Linked DNA regions of Mus musculus: all the other regions are linked to region 2. A link is a contact called in public HiChIP or PLAC-seq and promoter capture Hi-C data. All regions are on one chromosome and are shown on one strand. The core of a region is the stretch at or near the end of the contact, and the rest is flanking DNA. Distances in the headings are between cores, read along the strand shown.

Evidence for each region. HiChIP or PLAC-seq counts read pairs in DNA pulled down with a chosen protein or histone mark. Capture Hi-C pulls out chosen DNA fragments and counts their contacts.
Region 1: an HNF4G HiChIP or PLAC-seq map of pancreatic cancer cells shows a contact between it and region 2. The contact joins two enhancer-like sites. A contact is called at or near these places in 1 of 484 Hi-C or Micro-C datasets (pre-B cells) and 2 of 115 datasets of contacts at active chromatin or transcription factors (embryonic stem cells and pancreatic cancer cells).
Region 3: a contact with region 2 is called in a promoter capture Hi-C map of liver. The contact joins two enhancer-like sites. A contact is called at or near these places in 2 of 115 datasets of contacts at active chromatin or transcription factors (both in embryonic stem cells) and 1 of 9 other capture datasets (liver).

What each region holds. Positions count from the first base shown.
Region 1 is chr19:43,927,864-43,931,995 of GRCm38.p6, reverse strand. The region is part of intron 1 of Dnmbp (dynamin binding protein); the gene reads left to right. Gm50217 (a long non-coding RNA gene) reads right to left here. Exons shown (of 3, transcript XR_003952903.1): 3 at 4,074-4,132. Among named protein-coding and RNA genes, the nearest start is that of Gm50217, 9.1 kb to the right of the region's middle. Within about 2 kb of position 1,320, at least 46 of the 459 cell types and tissues checked have an H3K27ac peak or open chromatin away from gene starts, as enhancers often do. A contact at or near this core is called in pancreatic cancer cells, where this site is marked.
Region 2 is chr19:43,496,574-43,500,520 of GRCm38.p6, reverse strand. Got1 (glutamic-oxaloacetic transaminase 1, soluble) reads left to right here. Exons shown (of 9, transcript NM_010324.2): 9 at 1-769. The coding sequence ends at 103. It overlaps Cnnm1 (cyclin M1), which reads right to left. Exons shown (of 12, transcript NM_001373992.1): 12 at 3,311-3,947. Among named protein-coding and RNA genes, the nearest start is that of Got1, 26 kb to the left of the region's middle. Within about 2 kb of position 1,315, at least 88 of the 459 cell types and tissues checked have an H3K27ac peak or open chromatin away from gene starts, as enhancers often do. A contact at or near this core is called in liver and pancreatic cancer cells, where this site is marked.
Region 3 is chr19:43,811,560-43,815,262 of GRCm38.p6, reverse strand. It overlaps Abcc2 (ATP-binding cassette, sub-family C (CFTR/MRP), member 2), which reads right to left. Exons shown (of 32, transcript NM_013806.2): 14 at 2,748-2,832; 15 at 2,007-2,073; 16 at 449-575. Among named protein-coding and RNA genes, the nearest start is that of Gm10768, 25 kb to the left of the region's middle. Within about 2 kb of position 1,877, at least 13 of the 459 cell types and tissues checked have an H3K27ac peak or open chromatin away from gene starts, as enhancers often do. A contact at or near this core is called in liver, where this site is marked.

The DNA of each region.
Region 1 (4,132 bases), core at 71-2,570, 430 kb before region 2:
TCACGGACAGCTGGATAGCTGTTAGCCCCTTACGGAACACTCACAGAATTTGTCCTCTAGGAAACAAGATGGCGTCACTCCGGCGGCAAACCCAAATCCTGAGCCTGATGTCGAGTCGTTACTAGCATAAATAAGAGCCCCCCAGGATTTCTGTACTCTCCGTATATTAATGTATGGTCAAATCCCGAGGGTCTAATACTTCACAATGAGGCCACATTTTCCTTCTGCTGTTGAAAGTCAAAATCTAAATAGCTGTGTCCTGAAGGAGAGTCACGTATTATAACTGTAGTCGTCAGTGTGATCATCAATAAAGACACAAAAGAACTTACCCTGGTTCAGTTTCTACTCTAGGTATAACCCTTAAGGATCTCCTAAGACATACTGCAGTTATTTAACACGTGGACATAGGTGGCCTTCAGTGACAGCTGCTGGGCACTTAGTTACCACTGTCCCTGCTTTCCCACTTTAAACCAGTATTTTCCCCCTAATTCGTGTGTGTGTATAAAATTGTTATTATTATACATAGAAAGTTTGTAAAATATAGAAAAGCAAATCCCTATAGCCCCAGCTTTGGTGCCAGCCTGTTAACTGACTATTTCTATGCTGTGGAGGAGGGGATGCGCTTAACCCCGTGGTTCCAGAGCCTTCCTCCTTGTACAGGGTTAGGCCATTAGCTCACTTTGGTCTCACCTTGGTCCTCTGGGAAGGATGGAGGAGGGTAACAGGCTGTAATTAGCTTTAGGCGTGGGGAGAAGTCTGCTGGTCCCTTGGACCAGACTGAGCCTGAAGGCGCCACAACGTACTGAGCCCCGAACCCCAAATGAATCATCACAGCTGAACTCGGAACATTTGTGGTCTGGACCCCAGTGGAGCAGGTCCCAGCCCCGGAAGCAGGGAGGCACTTATAGGATGATGTAATGTTCTTTAGCACAGGTTTAGACCCTCCTTTTTCTCCCCCTTCAGATCACAGTTTCCCCTTTCACAAAATAAATAAATGGAGTGAAGAAAATAGCTTGTTCTTTTTTTTTTTTCTTTTTCCTTTTTTTTTCTTTTTTTTTTTTAAGTAAAGGTCTCATTGTGTAACCCTGGCCTCTGGCCTGGAGCTTGCTATGAAGATCCTGCCGGCCTAGGAATTTCAAAGATCCTCCTGCCTCAGCCTCCCAAGTGCTGGAATTACAGTGTGCAGCAGCAGCAGCACACCTGTTTTCTCTTGACACTGAAATAAACCTCCACCATAATTGTTTTGTTTCCCTAATCTCTGCTTGCCCCGTGGTCTGTGCTTTGGACATGTGATCATATAAATAGCAGGAAGTGAGCTAATTCCTAAGTTAACGTTCCTAGCATCAGCATGTTCAATTCCACACAGCTGTACTTCCTCCTTATGCCCATCCCTGGATCCTGACCGGCTGGAATGTGTCCCCAGTTTGCATAACCCTTGCCACCGTCTGGAATACAGCCGACACCTTACTCAGCCCTTCAATAAATACCCAGGCACCTCACTGTGCCCCTTCAAACGAATCCATCTTATGGCCCAGACAGGAAGCCTGCAGGAGTGGGGGGATGAGAAAGTACACTTCTCTGCCTCCTTCCGATTCTCTGGCAGGGTGGGGGAGTGGAATCCCATTTGCTCCCTGACAGTGTGAGCAGAGTCTAGCACCCTGTCCACCCAGGTAGGCTCTGCCTTTGTGCCAGCCTCTGCTTGGGGGGTGGGGGTCTGGGCATGAGGGTGAGGAGGGCGTGATGTGTTTTTTCCGGAGGCAGAGTGAGGATCTGGGATGCTGACAGCTATGATGGGAGCCGACCAGGGGAGAACGCCTGGTGCTGACCTCCAGCCATGGGGTCTGGGCCCCGTGCACGCCAGGCAGGCATTGTTCTCATGCTGCTGCTGCTGTGATTCTTTCAGCACAAATGAGCCTGCCCCCGTCAGCAGAAAAAGTTGCAATGGATGTGCCGAGTTGTACCTCACTCCCCAGCCTCACACCCGTGACCTCCCTTTTCTGGTTTGTTCTCTCCTCCCATCTCTAGTAAAGTAGACACTTTGTTGCCCTTTCTGTTGTTTCTGAACAATAAGTAGTGTTCTGGATCTGGCTCTGCGCTGTCAGGTCGCTGTAGTACCTCATTGGCCAGACCTCCTATTCAAAGCACAGGGTGGGATAGTTGACTGACAGCTGCTACAAGGATGGGATAATGCTGTCCTGAGGCCAGCGCTGTGGGGAGACCTTATCTTCAATATAACTAATGTAATATACTATACCAGCAGTGAGCGGGTTAGCCATTTACATGAGCGCCTGGCTCGTGGAGTCTCCAGGATGATCACAGGTGGAAAGTAACGCTTTAGCCCTCAGTCTAATGTGGCGAAGCTCGATATTCTCGGTAAGGAACCTTATGTAAAGGTCTGTGGCCGACAGTAACTGAACTCTACCCAGCCTTCAACTCATGGCGGTCCTTCTGCCTCAGCTTCCCAAGTGCTAGGATTATAGTCACACGCAATCGTTTTTTAATGAACTAATTATGCATGTGTACTTGTGTGGCTCTTGGGGGCTCCCCTGTACCATGGTGCACTTTTGGAGGTCCAAGGACAAGCTTCAGGCGCTGGGCTTTGCCCTTCTTCCGGCTTGTTCAAGGCAGTCTCCCTGCTGCTGCATAACCTGGGCTCGACCACCTGCCAGCTCCTGGAGAATCTTTCGTCTCTGACTTCTGCCTCCCTGGTGATACGTGCTAGGGTACAGATGTGTGCACTACGGAGGTCAGTCTTTGTGTGGACTCCAGAGATTCAAAGTCAGGTCATTTCCCTAGACCCATTATCTTCTTAAAGAATCCATTTTAAAAATCAGTCCAAGAAAATGACATAGCTGGCATTTCATACATTTCTTAAACAGTTTAAATTTGTTCTGAGTTTAAATTGAAATCTTTTGCACATAATTTATTTGTTGATGAAACTGGTCGTTCATCCTAAGATTTCCTACAGTATGGGTTTTTGTTTTTGTTTTTGTTTTTTCTTTTTAAAGTTCAGTTGGCACAATTTCATTCTTGTTTCTAAAGTGAGTTAGCTTAATTGAATGGCTACTGCAGAAGGTTCCAAAATCACGGGCCCATATAGTTTGCTCTTTCCTGAGGTAGTTTCTGAGGAGCTTTCTAGAGTGTTCCAGGTGTCAGGGAGTGACATTATCACACTGTGTGGCAGCCAATACATTGTGCCTTGAAAGCATTTTGTGACTAACTATCTGGCAAGGCAGTTTCCAGGTTCCTTGGAGCTGTAGCGAGGATGGAGGCCTCTGGTTTTCTTCTTCAGGGGCAGTATGTTGCTTTAAGGACCCCCTGAGCTCAGTGCCAGGACCTCTTCAGGACGTTATTATCTGACAGTGTAGATCTGTTCCCAGAAAGCATCGGAGGAGCCCGAGAGGGTTGGGTAGAGGAAAGTGAGTTTGCTTGGGGACCAGACTCTGCAGGGACCTGCTCTGGTCCTGGGGACTTGAGCAGCTCGCAGGACTATGCGTCATGCTGCTCATAAGGAAGGTTCTGAATGCATGGCTCTCGGTAGCACAGGTTTTTACTGCCAGTGTCTAGATGCAGTAATTCCAGTATCTGCATCACTGTGGGCACGGAGAGATCAGCTTCTCTCTCTCTCTCTCTCTCTCTCTCTCTCTCTCTCTCTCTCTCTCCTCCCTCTCTCTCTCCTCTCTCTCTCCTTCCTTCCTTCCTTCCTTCCTTCCTTCCTTCCTTCCTTCCGGGAGGGGTGGGGTGTGTGTTACATTTGTCCGTCCATCACCTGATGGCTCTGTAGGATAACAAGCCAGTGTTAAAGTAGCACGGAAACATGGGCAGATGCTGTGAAGTTTGCTATATTTGCTCTGTCGCTGATTCAAAGGTTCCAAGAAGAAAATAGCTCAGTGTCAGTATTTTCATCTAGTTTTAAAGCCAACTAGTTAAACTAAGACATAGAGAAAGACGTTCAATGAATTGATTTATAATTTATAGTCATTTTAGTAAGAGTTTTGCTTTGATGAAAGCATCAGTTAACAGGAAGTCACTGAAAACTTCCAGGTGAATTTGACCAGTGTTTATTTAACGTTTATTCTTAGAGTCCATAAATGAAATTCAAACCCGGTTAGTTGTCTCATATTATGACTTG
Region 2 (3,947 bases), core at 66-2,565:
CTATCTCCTGCCGAGTGGTCGGATCAACATGTGCGGCTTGACCACCAAGAACCTAGATTACGTCGCTACCTCCATCCATGAAGCCGTCACCAAAATCCAGTGAAGAAACACCTCGTAGTTCACGCCACCAAAGCAGTTCTTGTCACACCTTTCCTGCCTGCGCAAACCTAGCTGTACCTAGCTGTACACGTCCTTTATTAGAGATGACCGAGGGGAAGCAGCTGCTGTTTAGCTGACCCCCCACATGAGAAGACGTTTCTTGAAATGAGCCCCGGGGGCTCTGGGGTTAGAGCCTGTTGGAAACCAGAGTAGATTAAAGTTATTTAAGAATAAAAAGAACTTTGGCTATGAGATGTAATCACCTTGCCTTCCTCTCTAGCATTCTGCAGGAGTGATGCCCACGGAGCCTTGGGCTTCTGCGTGTTGCCTGACTGTACAAAAGTCTAGTCTCAAAGATCAAGTTGGTCTGAGGAGCCGGATGTGACTGTGGGTGTTGGCTGGGGCATTAAAACTCATCATCGCCACCCATCTCTGTCTCTCGTCACCCTGATCTCCCCGCACGGTTGTGTCCCTGGTCTGGAACATTAGTTTTTTTAAGGCAACTGTGGCCAATATTTATATCATGACATACAAATGGATTTACGTATTTGACTGAAATGAAAGTTCCACTAAACGGTATTTGCTCTTGTGATATGTGGCACATTGTGATATTTTCTTAGTCTGTTCTGTTTTATTTAAAAAATAAAACTGCTGATCAAGACAAGTGAAATGGAGTTTGTGATCCATTCATGAGTTGCCACCCACAGTTTAGAATGAAGTCTTTAGAGGGGTTCACTGATGGCAAAGGTAAAGGAAAAAACAAAATGTGTTCATGAAACTGGAAGTTCAAGTAGGATCCAGGCTGTAAGTCCATGTTGCTTTTGTAGGTTTATCGTTCAGACACCAGCCATTTTCTTAAGAAACTAGGATGATATCATTTAGAGGGATTCTAGAATACCAGCTCTTTCCGTCACCGCTGGAGCTGCTATGTCCCTAGTGTATTGAAAACATTACAGCTGCTTAAACATCACAAGTTCCAGAGTCCCTGAACTCTGGGAAAAGGGTGGGTCTGGAAAAATTGGTAGGGCTATGCCTTACTTTAAGCAACAGAGTAACCACTTTTCAAAATATTTAAGAGTAGCTTTTCAGAATTTCCCAGGACTCCCTTGAGGTATAAAAATCCCACGATTTTTAAAGATGGTCGGCTCCAGAAGTCACCAGGTCTAGCCTGGCTACCGCAGTGAAACAGTCTGCTTGCTTCCTGTTGTCTCTGACTCACCCCCTTTCCTCTGGGTGTGGTACGGAATTCTTTCCAAGCTTACCAAGACACCCTGTTCTGTTAGTAGGGCCTTTTAGTTTAAAAAAAGACCTTTGACCTTGAGCCAGAATTTGGACTGTTGCTGTCATTCTGCCGTCATTCCTCATTCCTTTCTTTGAATCAGTCTGTTGGTACTGAAACAGTCTGGCTTCCTGCCTTCGGAGAGGAACGGTGGTTATCCCTGGTCTGGCTTTCCTTTGCAAAGCCCTCCGCCCTTGCAGATCCTACCATCTGGCTGGGCTGACTCTCTGTAGGTGCCCCAGGCTGCTGGGTGTGGACGAGGTAAAGGTTATTAGACGTTAGCTTGCAGCTTGTTTCCATTTGTATCCTTTATTGAGGTTTGTTCTTTCAGCTCTAGGATGCTGCCTTCCCTGGAAGAGTTTCTTGCATTCTCCCTAGGGGTGGCTTAAGCCATCAGACTCCAGTACCTCTGATGGGGACAGACTTGGTTGTTGTGAGCAAAAGAGCATTGCTTGTTGCTCTTGCAGAGGACTGGGGTTCTGTTTCTAGCACCCACATGAAACCACAACTGCCCGGAATTCCAGATCAAGGGGATCTGACGCCCTCTTCTGGCTTCCAGGGGTACCTACATATGCTAAGGCATACACATAAATAAATCTTAAAAAACAATTTTGATCAATGTGGCCCTCCAAAATGTCCTACCCAGTAACCACCCCCCACCTTTTTTTTTTTTTTTTTTTTTTTTGAGACAGGGTCTCTCTGTGTATCCCTGACTGTCCTGGAACTCACTCTGTAAACCAGGCTGGCCTTAAACTCAGAAATCTGCCTGCCTCTGCCTCCCGTGCTGGGATTAAAGGTGTGCGCCACCACTGACTGGCTCCCCAGTAAACTCTTACTAGGGCATACTTTTCTTGTTAGGGAAAGAGAATTTTTCTTCTAGTTTTTTATTTTTAAATTTATTTTATAAAAATTTATTTATTAGAAAAATTTCTAATTTTTCTTCTAGGGGGAGTGCCAAAACTATTTAAATTAAGGAAACAACTTTAAGTCTCAATGCCAGTACCAACATGCTAAAAAAGTTTTTAGTATTTTAAAGAAAAAAAAAAAAGATGAAGTGGGACAAATTGGTTAGCGTGTCCTGTACTGTGTCTGGGGTTCTGTGGATGTTTGGGGGACACTGCAAGAGCTCTCAGATGTGGGTGCATGGTAGACTTCAGAGGTGGGCAAACAGAAAACTCCAACTTGCCAAAACTTCAATCAAGTTGTCCAAAGGCATCAGCGCCTTTGAGAGGCAGTTTTGAGAAATGAGTTAAGCAGCCTTTATTACACCACCTGCTAAGTGTAGCCCAGAGAAAACAGCCTTTAGCGTATTAAGGAAAGAATAGCCCCGATTGGGTCTCCAGAGAAGAATCCTGTATTGTTCCAGCATAACCCTCTAATGGTCTTGTTACACTGCTTGCAAGCTGCCTGGCTGGTCCGCCTTCTGGAGCCAGCTAACTGCACACGGAACCTCTGGCCCACTGCTTTCTTGTTCCTGCCTCTAGCCTTTGCGTAGGAACCACTGGAATGGGGCCATCTTGATGTTCCAGAAGGTCCGAGAAAGCCAGCAGAGTCTCAGGGGTGTAGGGTCTGGCCTCCAACATCCTGGTCTTTTCTCATGGTCACATGGGTTCAGCAGCCACTGGCCCTTCTCAGTATCCTCTTAATACCCCCTTGTCTCCACTTACATCCAGTCTTAGGTTTACTTCCCTCTTCTGCCGTTCATTCCTATAAAAATCCGACTCACCTGACTTCCCAAAGCAAAGTCTACCTGAAGTACCCGAACTTTGCTGTAACCTTACCTCAGCCTCGCACCTGCCTCAAGGGTAGTTAGTGCCCTGCAGGCAGGTGGGCCACACAGGTGAGATGTTGACACCTGTGCATTGTCTGACACGCATCTCAAATGAAACCATTTTCAAACTCCAGAATCCCATGGGCAAGCAAAGCAGCTAGTCCAGGAAAACACATTTTTATTTTATTTAAAAATTATTTACAATTTATTGAGTTTTCATAAATACTTTATTTTAAAATCTTTTTTTAAAATGTATTTTAACCTGAAGAAAATCGGAGGGGGGGGGTGGGGCTTGGGAGCTAGGGAAAGGAATGGTGACAGGTCCCTTAGAGGGTCTGCAGAGGGTGGAGTTAATACAACAGTAGTGGCCTGAGCCTGGTGGCCAAAGGACTAATGAGAGGGAACTTTACCTAGCAGGGCTCCCTTGTGAGATCTTGTTCCAAACTCATCATCACTTACTGGCCTAGGTCTGCGACACCAGCACTAAGGGCTGGCACTGTATTCTGAGCAGGCAGGAGCAGGTTGGGAGAGGTGGCTGTGGACTTAGCTAGAACACATGCATGGCTGAGCCTCAGGGCAGCCAGGCTAAACAAGGGGCATGTGAAGTCCATGACATACACAGAAGAGGCATCTCTGGCTCCAAACTTCCCTCCCATGGGCTACGGCCCTCTTGGCAATACCTACTGTGGGTTTGGTAGACAGTGGGCAAAAGTTATATGGGATGTAGGTTGTGACCCTACTGCGTGGTGTGCCAGGGATTTCTAAGGACCCTGTCTTGGTGGGTCCCAACCTTCCCCC
Region 3 (3,703 bases), core at 628-3,127, 310 kb before region 2:
AAAGAAGGCATCAGATCCCATTACAGATGGTTGTGAGCCACCATGTGGTTGCTGGGATTTGAACTCAGGACCTCTGAAAGAGCAGTCAGTGTTCTTAGCTGCCGAGCCATCTCTCCAGCCCCTGGTCCTTTTACTTTTATTGCATAATTTTGTAGATGTGAGGTTTTCAGACACACACACATCTACAACAGAAATGCCTATACTGTGAAGGAAGCCATCTCTAGTCAACGGTTTAAATAACCTGGTATGCGTGTACGAATCACCTTGACAGCTCATTAAAACTTCAGAGCCTTAGGTTCTTTCCCCAGAGTCTGATTGTATAAGACTGGAGTGAGGCAGAACATCTACAGTTCACAGTCGAATCAGATGTCTCTAAGAGCCAAATAAGGAAACCGCACTAAGGCCTGCGTTTGGGGTCGCGAGTTTTCTCCATTACACTTCCACTCACCTTGATGGTGATATGCCCATGGACATTCTCCATTTCTCCCAGCATGGCTGATATCAAAGAGGACTTCCCAGAGCCTACAGTGCCCACCACAGCCACCAGTTGGCCTGGTTTTATGTCCAGGTTCACACTGAAAGAGAGAAATGTTTTTGAAGGATGTGGGTGGGTGGGGGGCAGTCGTTCAAGGCATTTCTCTGACTCTTTATGAAATCTCATTTTAGATAACTTTCCCATCAAGACTAGAGACTTCGCCGTGAGTGTATGAGACCCTCAAGTGCATCTTTATTATTGCTAAGTTCCAAGACACTGAAGGATGCGTTCCTTTTATCAGACTCATCAAAGAAGTTCCTACTCAAGGGGCAATTGCAACTGTACATGTTTCCCTAGAGGGGAAAAGTTCTCATTTGAACATTTGAACGGCATCCTCTCAGGAGCCTCGACACCTGATTTGGTTCAGGTCTCGACTCCGATACTGTGGGGTCGGGCAGTTCTGACAGGTCACTTTCTTTGGACCAAGGTTTTGCTTTTAAAGTAGCAAAGTTGGATTTTTGCTTCTACACTAAACTCGTTATTTAATGCTTCTCAAATGTATTTGTTCTATGATCTTGCTGAAAGCAAATTCCCTTCCCTAACCCTAACCCTGAAGATCAGACCTCTGTGGCTGGGGACAGGTGTGGCTGGGGACACTGAGTTAGAATCCCAGGGACTCTTTGTGCCTGCTTAACTATTTGAGTTCAGAATGCACTTGGAACATCGGAAAGCTGTCACATAGTCTTTCCCAACCTGCTCTGGACGGCAGCAGTGAAGTGGGAACTGTGTCTGGTTTCCTCTCTACAAAGGAAAGCTTTTGGCTGGGAGGGCTAGAGCAGTGCCTTTTGCTCTGACTGACCCTGGTGCTGACCCTAGAGTGCACTCGAAGGCTACAGGAATAGGAGAGAGGGTAGGAAGTCATGGAGTTCGTTACTTGGGACGAAACAACACACAGTTTCTGAATTGGAAGGCACCCATAGCTGGAGTGAATGGTGGTTCTGGAGTCCAAAATGGGGTGGGCTTAACTGGTTCTCTATATACAACAGCACGCAAGAATGAGTTGGTTATAGTAGTGAACAGGAGTAGTCTACAGTAGCTTAGCCCAGACGGGACTCAAAGTAAGGATCCCTTTGCATGAGCCTCCTGGCTTCAGAGACGGCAGGTGTGTACAGCCACACCCACGTCTGACATCTACAGCAATGGTTCCCATTGCCTAGACTGGGGAGAAAAGCCAGATTCTAAAGTTCACGAAGTGCGTGCACTTTCTCCACCTAGTATCTGGAGGAACAAAGGTCTTCATGGATTTTTTTTTTTTTTTAACTGAAGACACGTGTACGAAAGCCGATAGAAGACAGAGTCATGGGGAAAGGCGAGGGACCTTTACTCTCGGCTCACCCCTCCAGGGCAGAGCCTAAACTAGTATCCAGGTGAGTACAACATACAGTCTTTTCTGGTGTTCCACTGAATAGAGTCTTCTGAGAACAGGGTAGGATCCTGAGGAAGAGCTGGAAAGCAAGGGGATCGAACTCACTCTTGGATTGTGGCTTCCAAGTCCCGGTCCCAAGTAAAAGAGGCTTCTGAGAACTGCACAGCTTTATCTATTGAGAGGAGGGGAAAAGCCTTCTCTTTTAGTGACATGCCGGTACTGGAGTGACTGTCCGTCTTTCCTTAGCCCATGTGTCTCTGATTCATCTATCAGCCCCCGCAATCACCTCTGTTAGGTGCTGAGCTTATTATACTAGCAGGAGGCAATGAACCTAAACTTGGAAACTCAAATTCTTTGGACCTCTAGATGCCCTGGCCATCCCAACCCCAGCCCCAATACCCCCACATCTCCACCCCCACCCTTCCCCCAGCCCTCTGTTACCTAATCTTCCACGTGAGTTCTATATCCTTATTTGAGCCCTCCGTGTTTTGGACTCCAGGGCCACTGCTCTGGCAATGGATGCCTTACAATTCAGAACCCTCATGTTCTGTTATCCCAAGTTACCTTCCCCATCCCCACACTTGGCTCTAGTCTGAGTTCTGTTTCCTGGGTCCCTTGCAGGACTCCCTGCTTATCTCCAAATAGCTGTTTTGCTTAGAAATCTGGCTAAGTACTTATCTTTAAGTGAGAACATAGTTTGTACTGTTTATTATACAAGACAAATCAATTCAGAATGGATCTCCTAGCTCTTCCTTTTCATTGGTTGCTGTGCTTAAGCCCTGCCTATAAGTAGTCTGCTTCTAGCACTGTGAATAATTTGTGGAAATAACTTCCAAATTTGTTTACCAAAATGGCAGACATGGCGAATGGCAGACAAGTCCAGATCATCGCTTCCCAGGTACTGCTCCAGCCGGTCTACAGAGACGCTGGCCTAGAGAAGGTCACAGAAAACAGTGAGGAATAAGAAAATTTGGTAACATAGCCAACACAAATCGGACTCCATGTTTTGTGTAGTTGCTTTGGTTTGATTTGGTTTTTCATGAAACTGGGTGGGAAGGGAGATGGGAGAGAATCTGGAAGGAGTTGGGGGAGGGGAAAATATACTCAAGTTCTATTATATGAAAAATTCAAATAAATAAAACATCACTTAATAAAGAGTTGCCCTTATGGAAATAAAACTAAGGGGAAGAAAGGATTTTTGACTTTGTCATTAGCCATGACTTTGCCACAATTGGAACCTCCTGACCACTACCACAGACTCAACTGTACCTTAGCCCTGCAAGCAATCCCACACCTTAGACAGAGTATATAAAGACAGTATATCAGCTTTCAGAGACTCAGGTAATTTAACTCTCTTGCAATTTCTCTTTAAACTTTGGACTTATTTCCAGAAACGTTCTACCACCTTCTTCTGTGACAGAGCCCTAACTTATACCTCCTTCTGGTACTGGAACCTCAGTCTTGGCCCTATTCGATGGAGTCTATGTCTCGATGAAGCATCCAAATGAATGCGAGCCGGCACCAAAGCCCAGTGTTCTGCTCTTGTCACCAGTGTCCCATCTGTACGTCGGGCTTCCTCTTGAGGTCTAGTCCCTGGTAACTAGGTACTCAGTGACTATGGTAAGGCTTCAGAATATAAGACAGTGCTTCAGGCTCATGCAAGCTTTATGAACTCAGCCTGAGGCTCTCAAACTTATTACCACATAGATTCATTCAAAGCCAGAGTCCTTTCTCTTCTTGCGCCATATTTACTCAACGCTATGTCAATATCTCCTTCTCTTTAGATAAACAGGTGATAAACT